2 separate regions of the Mus musculus genome follow, and region 2 is linked to region 1. Evidence: chromatin contacts called from public HiChIP or PLAC-seq data. All regions are on one chromosome and are shown on one strand. Each heading gives the region's core, a stretch centred on a gene start, on an enhancer-like site or on the middle of the called end of the contact. The rest is flanking DNA. Distances are from core to core; before and after follow the strand shown. Region 1 holds the start of Crybg2 (crystallin beta-gamma domain containing 2). Region 2 holds the start of Nipal3 (NIPA-like domain containing 3).

Region 1 (5,346 bases), core at 112-2,611:
CCCTGTGCAGAGCACAGGGTAACTTGTGGTTGCTGTGTGGAACATACTATGGATCTAAAAGCACCCTTAACAAAGCCAAAGCAAGGAGGTCCAGGTAGGGGTTGGTGTGCCAGTTCTGTGCCTAGGGAGGAGGACACGGGTGATCCAAACTGGCCCTGAGAGCTGCCAGGGTACCCCAGCATAGGAAGGCAGTCTGTACAAGGACGAGGGGGTGGAAAGTGAGCTGGTTTTAGAAGCAGATGGGAAACAGGCAGGAGGGTGAGGTGGGGGACATGGGGTTCTGGTTGATTGGGGTCTAGGTGAATACAGCCTGGAGTTGGAATGTAGGAGGTCCCTAGAGAGGAAGGAGGTGACTCTCAGGGACACTGTCCTTCTGGACCCACTCTCTGCTGGAGGGTTCTTTAAGCAGGTTTGACTAATGTGGGGAAAAGGGCAGAGTACAGCCGGGTAGCACGCGGGAATGTGTGAGCTCTGCGTGCACCAAGTACAGGTTCCTATTCAAGGGCAGATGGATTGCAAAGCAGAGAGAGCTTGTTTGTTGGCTGTGAGCTGAATGGGTGTGTTCCGGAGATACGTGCATACATGTGCTGTGGTGCCTGTGTGTTCTGTAGTGGAGCGTGTGGCTTGCACGCCTACAGAGCCCCTGTGTGTTTGTGTCTCTTGGTGTGTGACCATGTGTGTGTGTTGCTGTGTGTTCCTGGCTGCGTTTGTCTAGGCGGGTATCTCTGTATTTCTGTGCTGTGTGATGTGGTGGGTCTTCGACTCTGTGAATGCCTGTCTGATGCGCCATGTGTTTGGCAGCATGTGGGCCTGTGGACTGGTTTGGCCTAGTTTGGGGGTGACTCACAGGTAAGCGGGGAGAATCCCAGGACTTGTTGGGTTAGCTGAGATTTTTTTCCCACGCTCCCCCCACACCCCCCTCAGCCTCTCCCTTCCCATACCCACACACCTTGCTTAGAGGTCACAGGTCACCTTGCTAGCAAATCCACTTGTAGACGTGGAGAAGAGAGGGCTCTTGGAACAGGCCCTTGTGTTTGCAGGGGTGGTAGCTAGGTTACTGGGGTGTGTCTCCAGACAAAGGCAAAAGTGGGGAGCTATAGGCAGGCACATTCCAACACACATGAAAAACATCTTAGCCATCTTGACTGTCTAGGGATGGGACATGTGAACTGTCAGGAGGTGACCTCCCTGTCCCTAGAAGTATTCAAGCAGAAGCTATGACCACATGCTTAAGGAATGAATGGCCATCAGGGGGTGTTGTCCCTGGGTTGGGCTGGGCCTAGAATGGCATGGAGCTGATTGCTGGGACGTCATCAATACAACCCTGTGCGGACTGCCTTCCTTCAGTTTCCCCCAAGCTGTTTCCCTGTGGCCTTGCTGAAGCCCATGGGACCTTCCAAACATCTGACTCCTGGGATATCAGCTTCTTAAGAAAGCTAGCCTTGGGTGAGTCTGGCCAGGACTTGGCACTTGGCCCCAAATAATTAGCACTGAATGAATGAATGAGTGAACAAATCGGTTAGAGCTCAAGCTTTGTCGCTTGCCGCCAATGACGAGCGATCTGGGGGGATGAAGACAGGGGACTCTGTGAGGAGGAGGCTACTTATGTGGTGCTGAGTAAGGGACAAAGTGGGGGATCCCAGGGGAGAGAACACAGCTTCAGTGAGGGTGGCAGGGTCGGGCTGTTGTAAGGAGCTGAGTTTGAGCCTAGGGTGTCCATGTGTGTCTGCTCTCAACTGACCCTGGCTAAGGAAGTCTTGGGGGTCATCCAGGACTCCCCATCCTTATTCACAGGCTGTCAGAGGCCCCACAAACTCTATCCCAGACACTGGTAACAACCAGCAGTGGTCCTGGAGTTGAGTCAGACATCTGTGGGCCTCAGGCCCTTTCATCTATGCCCCCTTATAAAACCTGAGTCACTGCTGGGCCACAGGGCAGGTCAAAGTTCTGTTTCTTCCAGTTTCTTAGGAAGGAGGGAGGTAGGGAGTGGGGAGAGAATTAGGGCAGTGGGCCTATGTCTCACTCTGGGTATAGCTGTTGGGGGCTAGGTGAGCAGGGTCTTTGGGGTCCCTAGGTCTGAAAACAGCCTTGCTATGTCATACTTGGAGATATAAGCAAGGATTGCTCCTTAAGGTCTGAAGTGAACCCCAGGGCTGAGAGGTCCCCCAGTTGGTAGAGGGTTTGCCTAGCACCTCTGAAGCCCTAGGTTACATTCCAGAGCTGGGAAAAGGAAGGGTTGGGCATGCCTATCATCTGACCATTCAGAGGAAGTAGAGGCTAGAGAATCAGAGTTCAAGGTCACGGCTAGGGAGTGGACAAAGGTTGTCTGCAGTCAAACCTGACTACTCAGTCTTCTCAACCCACATGGTGGAAGGGGACAACCCACAAGCTGTCCTCACGTGCATCGTGGGACACACACACACACACACGAGTATCCACATACATGTGCACACACATGCACACATGCAGGAATGTGCACACACATACAGGCACACACACTCACCAAATGTAACTTAAGAAAAAAAAACAAGTTCAAGACCCTCTTTGGGAACAGAGAGTTCAAAGCCGCACTGGTCCACATGAGGCCCTGTCTCAAACAAATGAGCAAACCCTGGGGGGAACCCCAGTCAGCCATGCTAGTATATGCATATAATCCCAGCCCTCTGCTTGGGAAGGTGAGAACGAAGACTTGTTTTGAGTTGGAGCCCACAGTGGGCTACATAAATGCTATCAGGCCAGCCAGAGTTACATAGCAAAATGCTATCTCAGAACATCAAAAAGAGGGGCAGGCGTGGTGGTGCAAGCCTTTAATCTCAGTACTTGGGAGGCAGATTCAGGTAGAGATCTCTTGTGAGTTCGAAGTCAGCCTGGTCTACATAGTGAGCTCCAGGACAGCCAGGACTACAAAATGAGACTCTCCCTGAAAGTATAAAAGCAAACAAGTAAATATTAAAAAAAATTTATAGAGTAGCCATCAAAACACAGACTCGGTTTACCAGATAAATATGTAAACCTATATAAACATTTATATGGGGAGTTTGGAATGTGGCTAAGCTCTGAGGTTTGGGGTACAAGTCTCCACAGCTAAGGTATGACTGAAAAATATTTTGCATCCATCTGAACCTTATAAATCTCATTGGCAAAATAGGCGTGTTTGTTTATAATTTACTAAAGATTTATCATTTGATGTGTGTGTATGTGTGTATCTGTATATATGGTTATGTGTGTGTATGTGTGTATCTGTATAAATGGTTATGTGCATGTGAACACAGGTGTTCTGGGGCAGGAGGCACTGGGTTTCCCAAAGCTGGAGTTACAGGTAGTTGTAAGCAGCCCAACATGATGGCTGTGGACTGAATTAGAATCTTCTGTAAGACCAGCATTTCATTCTTATTTATTTATTTATTATATGTAAGTACACTGTAGCTGTCTTCAGACACACCAGAAGAGGGAGTCAGATTTCATTATGGATGGTTGTGAGCCACCATGTGGTTGCTGGGATTTGAACTTAGGACCTTCGGAAGAGCAGTCGGGTACTCTTCTTACCCACTGAGCCATCTCACCAGCCCCAGCATTTCATTCTTAACTACTGAGCCGTTTCTCCAGCTCACACTTAGCTCTTAGCTCATCATGAAGTCTGCACTCCCTGGATCAGTAGAACAATGAAAGCGGAAAGCATTTAGCCAGGTGCTCCAAGAGGGTGCCCTCAACACACGGCTGCTGCTGTAGCTACCAAGACAGAAATTCCCAAACCCAGATTTCCACTTTGGCAGGTGTGGTTCACTGTCCCCGTTTAGGGAAGAAGCTAATAGAGACTCGGATGAGGGAAGGGCACAAACAAGAGGGCTGAGAAGGAGACTCAGTCAGAGTGTCTGCCTAGCACACACCAAGTCCTGGGTTTGATCTCCAGCACTGCAAAGAAATAAGATCCAAGGCGCCAGAGAGCTGGCTCAAGCGTTAAGAACACTTTCTGCTTTTGGAGAGGACTGGGGTTCAGTTTCTAGCATTCATGTGTTGCCTTAAAACTGCTCATAACTTTCATCCCAAGAGATCTGAAACCTCCTTCTGACTTCTGTGGGCTCCTGAATGCATGAGGTGGACAGCAGGCATCCAGTCAAACACACACACACACACACACACACAAGTGGCACGATGGAGTGGCACGTGTCTCTAATCCCAGCACCTCTGCACCCCCCCACAACTTCTCCACCTATGGGGCAGGGGGGGATGGTTTCAGGGGAAAGAAATCTGAGGCGTAGTACATTGTAAGGCTGAGGGTATGTGTAGGGTCCTCTGAGACCCACAGTGGTGCCCTGTCTCCTGCCTACTTCCCATGTGACTCAAGTGCACACTTGCTAACATATAGCCACAGACCCCTAAGGGGACACTGGGAAGTTCATGAGCCAGCATTTTAGTTTGCAAAGCCAGTTTGCTCTCTCTCTCTCTCTCTCTCTCTCCTGTAAAACCCCTTGAAGTGTGAACTCAACCCACCAGGAGCCTGCAGTTGAAGAAGTGACCTGCCCAAGGTCATCTGCTAGTGATCGATAGATGTCTAGATGTCAGAGACCGGACACTGTCACTGCTTGAGGCCAAACATTTTTTCTCAGCTTCTCTTTTAAGAAACCTTGGAAGGCAGAGGCAGGTGGATCTCTGAGTTCGAAGCCAGCCTGGTCTATAAAGTGAGTTCCAGGACAGCCAGGGCTACACAGAGAAACCCTGTCTCAAACAAACAAACAAACAAACAAACAAACAAACAAAGCAAACACTTTGAAGGACCCAGGAGATGGTGGTGCATGCCTTTAATTCCAGCACTGGGGAAACAGAGGCTAACCTGGTCTACAAATCAAGTGCCAGGACAGCCAGGACTACACAGAGAAACCCTGTTCTTGAAAAAACAAAAACAAACAAAACAAAACCAAAAGAAAAGAAATCTAAGAAACCTTGGTGGAACAGAGACAGAACGCAGTTCAGAAGGATTCTGTTTCCTGTTTCTTAGCCTTTGGTCCCCTGCATAGAGACCCAGTCTAGAAGCCAATGAGACCGCGACCCATCCTCTCTTCTCTCTCCTTTTGGTGTCAGGCCTTAGCCTACACCCTTTGGAGACCTGGACAATGGGCATCATTTGGAAGTGGTAAGGTGAGCCCATAAAAGTCTCTGGCGACTCCAGTCTGAGCGGAGACTCTTACTCCATTTTACAGATGTGGAAACAAAGACCAAAGGGTCACATGACTTACCTGAGGTTACTCAGCTGGGTCTGGGCCTGGCGGGTGCTTTATGCTGTGGGGACCCCTCCTTCTGCTTCCTGGTGCTCATCTTTCTCCCTTTTTAACTATCGGTAGGGAGCCA
Region 2 (5,490 bases), core at 630-3,129, 1.4 Mb after region 1:
ATAGGGTTCATTCATACATCTATGCTCTTAGCTCCCAGGCATCTACCCAAGAAAGAGTTGAGGGCCTAGGTTTTAAAAACCTGCGCATCACATAGTTTCTAGTTCCCTCTACCTCCTGTTCCACACCTAGGAAAAGCAACAGCATGCACTGATGTCACAAGACAGACAGGCACAGACACCAAATGCCAGCTTAGTACAGGGCAGCCATGAAGACCTCTCTGCCCAGGTTGCACCTTGTCAAAGGGCCTAAAGTTAAGTTGTTGCTGCTGCTATCATTTGAGACAGTATTTCTGCAAGATGCCTCCCATATGTTTTTTGATATGTTAGATCCAATGCATATAGGATCAACTGGGAACCATAATTTTCTGGGAAGACTGGGAGGGCATAATTATAATTACTCTTGGATTAGACTGCATGTGTGTGAAAGCAACTCTGTGTTAAATGTCTGTATCTCTGTCCTGACATCGTTAATATGGGGGTGCTCGAGAGCTCCTTCTACCTGGGAGAGACCTAGGGCTGCTTCCAGCCTGGAGTTGAGGGGGCCCTGGATTGAAGGCACCTGTCAGGTCCTCTGCTGTTCCTGGAAACCTAGCTCAGAGCCTGGCAAGGTAACTTGCATAGATGCCCACTCGACCAAATGTAATGCCCATGATACACTGTGGTTTAAAAAAAGAATGCCTTACTCAGAACCCATGGCCACAAACAGATATACCCAGCCCCACCCACAGGATGTCAGAAAATGCAAACAGGCCTTGGGAACCAGCTAGGGAGGACAGCAGGTTGTCTCCCCCCACCGCACCCCTCTGTGTGTGTGTGTGTGTGTGTGTGTGTTGAGTCACTGGCTTTTAAACAGTAGCTTCAACTCCCCTCTCTACCCAGGGAACCCCCAGAGCTCTGAATACCCAAAGACAGAGGGAGGAAGATTCTCCTTGAACTGCCGTGTAGCATCACCCCAAAGCCTCCGTGGACTCTGTAAGTTGCATTCCCTTATAAGGCTCACACTTTGGCCTGGTGATGGTTTATTGTTGGTCCAAGGCTGACATATGTCCAAGAGGCACACAGCCAAGCCAGTGTTGACAATCACAGTCACAGTTTATGGTCACTGACCCAAGAGAATTCACAAAGTGCTTGCTTCCACTCGAATCCCCCGGCCTCATCTAAATGAATAACTCCGTTAACCCCACCGAGCAAGTCTTCCAGCGAGCATAACAGCCTCGCGGCCATGAAATTGGCTGTAACTAAAAACAAGGGTGTGTGTGTGTGTCCGCGCGCGCCCCCCCGCGTGCGTGCATGGAGGTCTTGTCACCACCTGACGATTCAGTTTGACCAAAGAACGTCGGTTTCATGCCAAGCTTTTCTTTCCCGGGGCTTTTGAGCACTGAGGGGTGACATTCTCGGAGAGACACACCTCTGTTTCAGTACCAAGCACAGAGCTCCCTCCATCCACCTGCCAGTCGCACCGGCTATTTCCTGCACGCTGGAGCCGGCAGTACTGGCCTTCCACTTCCTCATCTGGTAACGCCCAGCATCTCCTTCATTAAGGCAAACCCGTGCCCACCCTCCTTGAAAATATGGAAGAGACAAAAAAAAAAAAAAAAAAAAAAAATCGGAGGCAACAGAACCCAAACTGACAAGGCTGGCAACAACAAGGGAGACTATATTTATACTAGGGGATCAAAACAGCAAGCCTGATTTCAAGTACCCCTTCCCTCAGTCATGACCGTGACTCACCCGGGACGTTCCTTCTAGATCCACCTATCCCAGGTTCCGGAGAAGCGACTCGGACACTCCGTGCCACCCCTAGGTACAGCCTCTTGGATCCCTTCCCAGCTCCGAGTTTCCAAGGGGCTGCAGTGTTTTGCTTTCAAAGGTGGAGACTTGATTTGTTACACTGCCTGCCAGTCCCAAGCTGGCGAAGCCTCTGCGCAGGCGAGTGGTTGTCGGGAGGGGATGGGCGGGACATCCTGAAATAATTGGCTGCGTCGCCAAGCTCGCTTGAAGCGTAGGGGCGACCTGACACTCACCTGGAGGAGTCCCCTCTAGCGGCCAAAGGAAGAAGTCCGGGCTGCTTTGGTCCCCAAGTTATGGCTGCTCACCTCCACCTGCCGGACAAGTAGGCTGGGCTTAAGCAGCCCGCCTGGTGTCCCCCCGCAGTCTGCGCTAACTGCCACCGACCGTCCCGGGCGGCGCCCCTGCTGCTTCCATCAGGTAGCTCCAGTATCGAAACCCAGCAGAGCCCTGACACGTCTCGGGGACCGTGCGTACCCCTTCTTTCCTGCGCCTGCGTCCCACCTGTTGGCTGTATTGCGTCCTTAATTTCCCGGTACGCCTGCAGCTCAGCAGCCCCGGTAGGCTGTCAATCATCCTAGTAGTCCCGTCCCCCCCCCCGCACCCCTCCCCCGCCCGCTGCTGTTTCCCAGGGGTTCGGCTGTGAGCATGAACCTGCGCGTGGAGCTTCCAGCGCGCTCATTTTTCAGCACGCGCCGTTCAGTCCAGAGCCGCACAGCAACCTCTGGGGGAGATGTTGAGATCACACAGGTTTTACGAGGAAATGACATTGGGGAGACCTCAGCGATGGAAACGCGGTAGAACTGGGAGGGAGAGTTTAAGAGAGGATGGAGCTGCCATATTGTATTATGGGAGATGCCCAAAGACCAACTGGGTCGGTGCGAGATTTTTTTTTTTTTTCTTGAGGCGTGGGTGGCAGGAGATGTGATCTGAGGAACAAGCGGGAGACAGTTTCTAACAGGGGACTATCCCATAATTTTAAAGAAGACGCTGGTGGGTTTAAGCCGGGCTGTGGCTAGGCACTGTGGCTGCGGTGAAACGGGTAAGGGGCTCTTGGAATACTGCACGGTTGCCCTTGGGGAATTATGTCATCGACCTTTCTGCTCTCACACTCAGGGTGTGGATGGATGGGTAGGAACACTTGGGTTTATTCCTTCGATGAGTCACAAAAACAACAAACCAAACAAACCCAACAACCAAACAAAACCGAAACAATCAAACAAACAAACAAACAAGAAAAGGGAACTGAACCCCAGAAACAAAAACCCTAATAGTTAGTTCCCTGCCTAACAGGTTCTCCTTAGCATTGTCAATCCGAACCCCAAAATTCTGGTAGCTTTTTTTGTTGGTTTTTGAAACGTCTCCAACGATTGGTCAACAGCTTTTCACATTAAAGACACAGAGGACACCCCTGGCTAGTTAGCCAGTTGCCTGCCGCCGGACTCTGGAATGTTAGGCCAGTGGTTGCCATAGCGACCGGGCGGGAGGGATAGATTGACTAGTTAGGAACCAGTTCCTGTTAAGGGACCGGTCCTTGAGGTCTTGAGGAGGATTCCGCGCACTCCATGGGACACCCACGGAGACCTCCATACTCCGGGTGCGTGCGGAATCTCTGTGGCCAGTTGGGTGGTGCCTCGGATGCCAGAAGGTGCCACTTGGGGTACGAGTGGGTCAGCTTAAGCCCTCAGTGTACCAACGTGAAAAGAGCTCCCCCTTGGGCCCGGTGAATGGTTGGACATCTGATGCCCCTACTTCAGTCTTTGAGGGGGTCTCAGAACTGGGCGGTGGGTGAACCTCCAAGAGCCAGCTCTAACAGAACCCTTTTGGTACTCCCGCGTCTTCCTCAGCAAGTCTTTATTCTGGACTCCATTTTGGCCAAATGAAAGGGTGAGACTGGCTTCTCGAAGCCACTAACCAGTTGGTACAGTTCCATGTAGGCCTTGAACACACTCTCTCACCAAGCAAAATAGCTAATGGGTCAATCTCCTGGGGCTTTGAAAGGTCTTTTGAATCTCCTGTGCCTTCCACTATCCTTTAGTAGGGATGTTTCAAGTTGGAGGAAATCAGGCTAGACCGTGACCATCCGTCATGACCCATCAAGTGCAGGAGGCTCACCTGGCAAGCAGCATCCTGGGCAGAGCTAGGTTATATCTGTTCTCTACCAACTGTACCAGCATTCCATGGAAGACTGGAAAGCAAGATAGATACTTGTTTCCTTCTGGTGGTAGAATAATGTACTCTTTGACAGTTTTATACTTTCTTAAAATTTTCCAAAAATTTGATAATTTGCGTGAGAAGCATAATTTTAAAAATCTCTTGCAACTTTTAAAAAATAGATTATTTTAATTTTATGTACATTGGTGTTTTGACTGCATGTGTGTCTGTGTGAAGGTTGTCAGATTGCCCCTGGAACAGGAGTTATAGTTGTGAGCTGCCATGTTCATGAGAATTGAACTCTTAACCTCTCTCTGAGTCATCTCTCCAGCCCCGAATTTTTTTTCTTTAAAGACAAAGTCTCACTATGTAGTCCTGGCTAGCTTGGAAAGCTCTATTTAAACCAGGCTGGCCTTAGGCTCACAGAGATCCATCCACCTTTTCATGTTGGCATTAAAGGAGAAAACATCACTCCAAAATTTTTTGTTGTCATTTAAAAAAATTAATTTTCACTTTATGAATATGGATATTTTTCTCTGTCTGTCTGTTTCTGTAGCACACACAGGCCTGGTGCCTGTGGTGGCCAGGAAAGGGAGATTATCAGGTCTGTTTACACTGGAGCTATATAATGGCTTGGGGCCTCCATATGAATGCTTAGAATGGAACTCAGGCCCTCTGGAAAACCAGTCAGTGCCCTTCACCACTAGGCCATCTCTCCAGCCCTGTTGCTTTGTTTTGTGAGATAGGGGTCTGGACATATGATCCAAGCTGGCCTAGAACTCAGCGTGTAGATCGGGCTATCCTTGAACTTCTGATCCTCTCGCCTCTATTTCAAAGTGCTTGGATTACACGTCCCACTGCTGTTGCTGCCGAACAAACCAGGGCTTTGTCTTCATGAGACACCATTCCCAGCGTTCTCCAACAGCAGCGTCCTTAACGGGAGGGCTAAAAAATGGTCCTTACTAAAACAGCAAGGTCACACGGCAATGCGGTTAGTGAATACTGGCTGCTTTCAGAGACAGTAAAAGGCACTGTTCTCTGGTCAGTATTGATCGCTGTTTGGAAATATCTTAATGTTTTAAAGCCATAGTTTCCCGTGATCTTATTAAATGTTAAAATCTTAGATTATACAAATTGCCCTCGCGAAGAAGAATCCATCAAGGAACACACAGTGAAGAAGAAAGTTCTAGACGGACTTAAAATTGCTTACTCAATTCCCCCATTCACTAAGATTTAGAGACAGGGAGAGTTCCTTAGGGCGTATGGGTAAAATGAATCCAGAGTCAGCTCATGAAAAATTAACTGCTTTGGAGATGAAACTGTGTACATGCTATTGACAACTAAATGAAAAAAACAAACAGAAAAAAGAAAAAAGAAAAAACAGAATAATAGCCCCAGCCACATGGATTAGAAAACTCTTTAGATCTCAGACAAGCAGGTGGCCCAATAATGTAGTCCCTGAGAGAAGTTACCTCGATTAGGGAGGGAGCAATTTCCAGGCTGCCCTGCAGGCAGGAGGGCAGTGGAAACAAACTCTAGTCTTCTGAA

Evidence for each region. HiChIP or PLAC-seq counts read pairs in DNA pulled down with a chosen protein or histone mark.
Region 2: a contact with region 1 is called in a FOXA1 HiChIP or PLAC-seq map of pancreatic cancer cells. The contact joins the promoter of Nipal3 here to the promoter of Crybg2 in region 1. A contact is called at or near these places in 1 of 39 promoter capture datasets (liver) and 1 of 115 datasets of contacts at active chromatin or transcription factors (pancreatic cancer cells).

Annotation. Positions count from the first base shown.
Region 1 is chr4:134,067,091-134,072,436 of GRCm38.p6, forward strand. It overlaps Crybg2 (crystallin beta-gamma domain containing 2), which reads left to right and starts at 1,362. Exons shown (of 20, transcript NM_001162970.1): 1 at 1,362-1,446; 2 at 5,340-5,346.
Region 2 is chr4:135,492,699-135,498,188 of GRCm38.p6, forward strand. Nipal3 (NIPA-like domain containing 3) reads right to left here and starts at 1,880. Exons shown (of 12, transcript NM_028995.4): 1 at 1,732-1,880. It overlaps Stpg1 (sperm tail PG rich repeat containing 1), which reads left to right and starts at 3,289. Exons shown (of 9, transcript NM_030189.3): 1 at 3,289-3,448.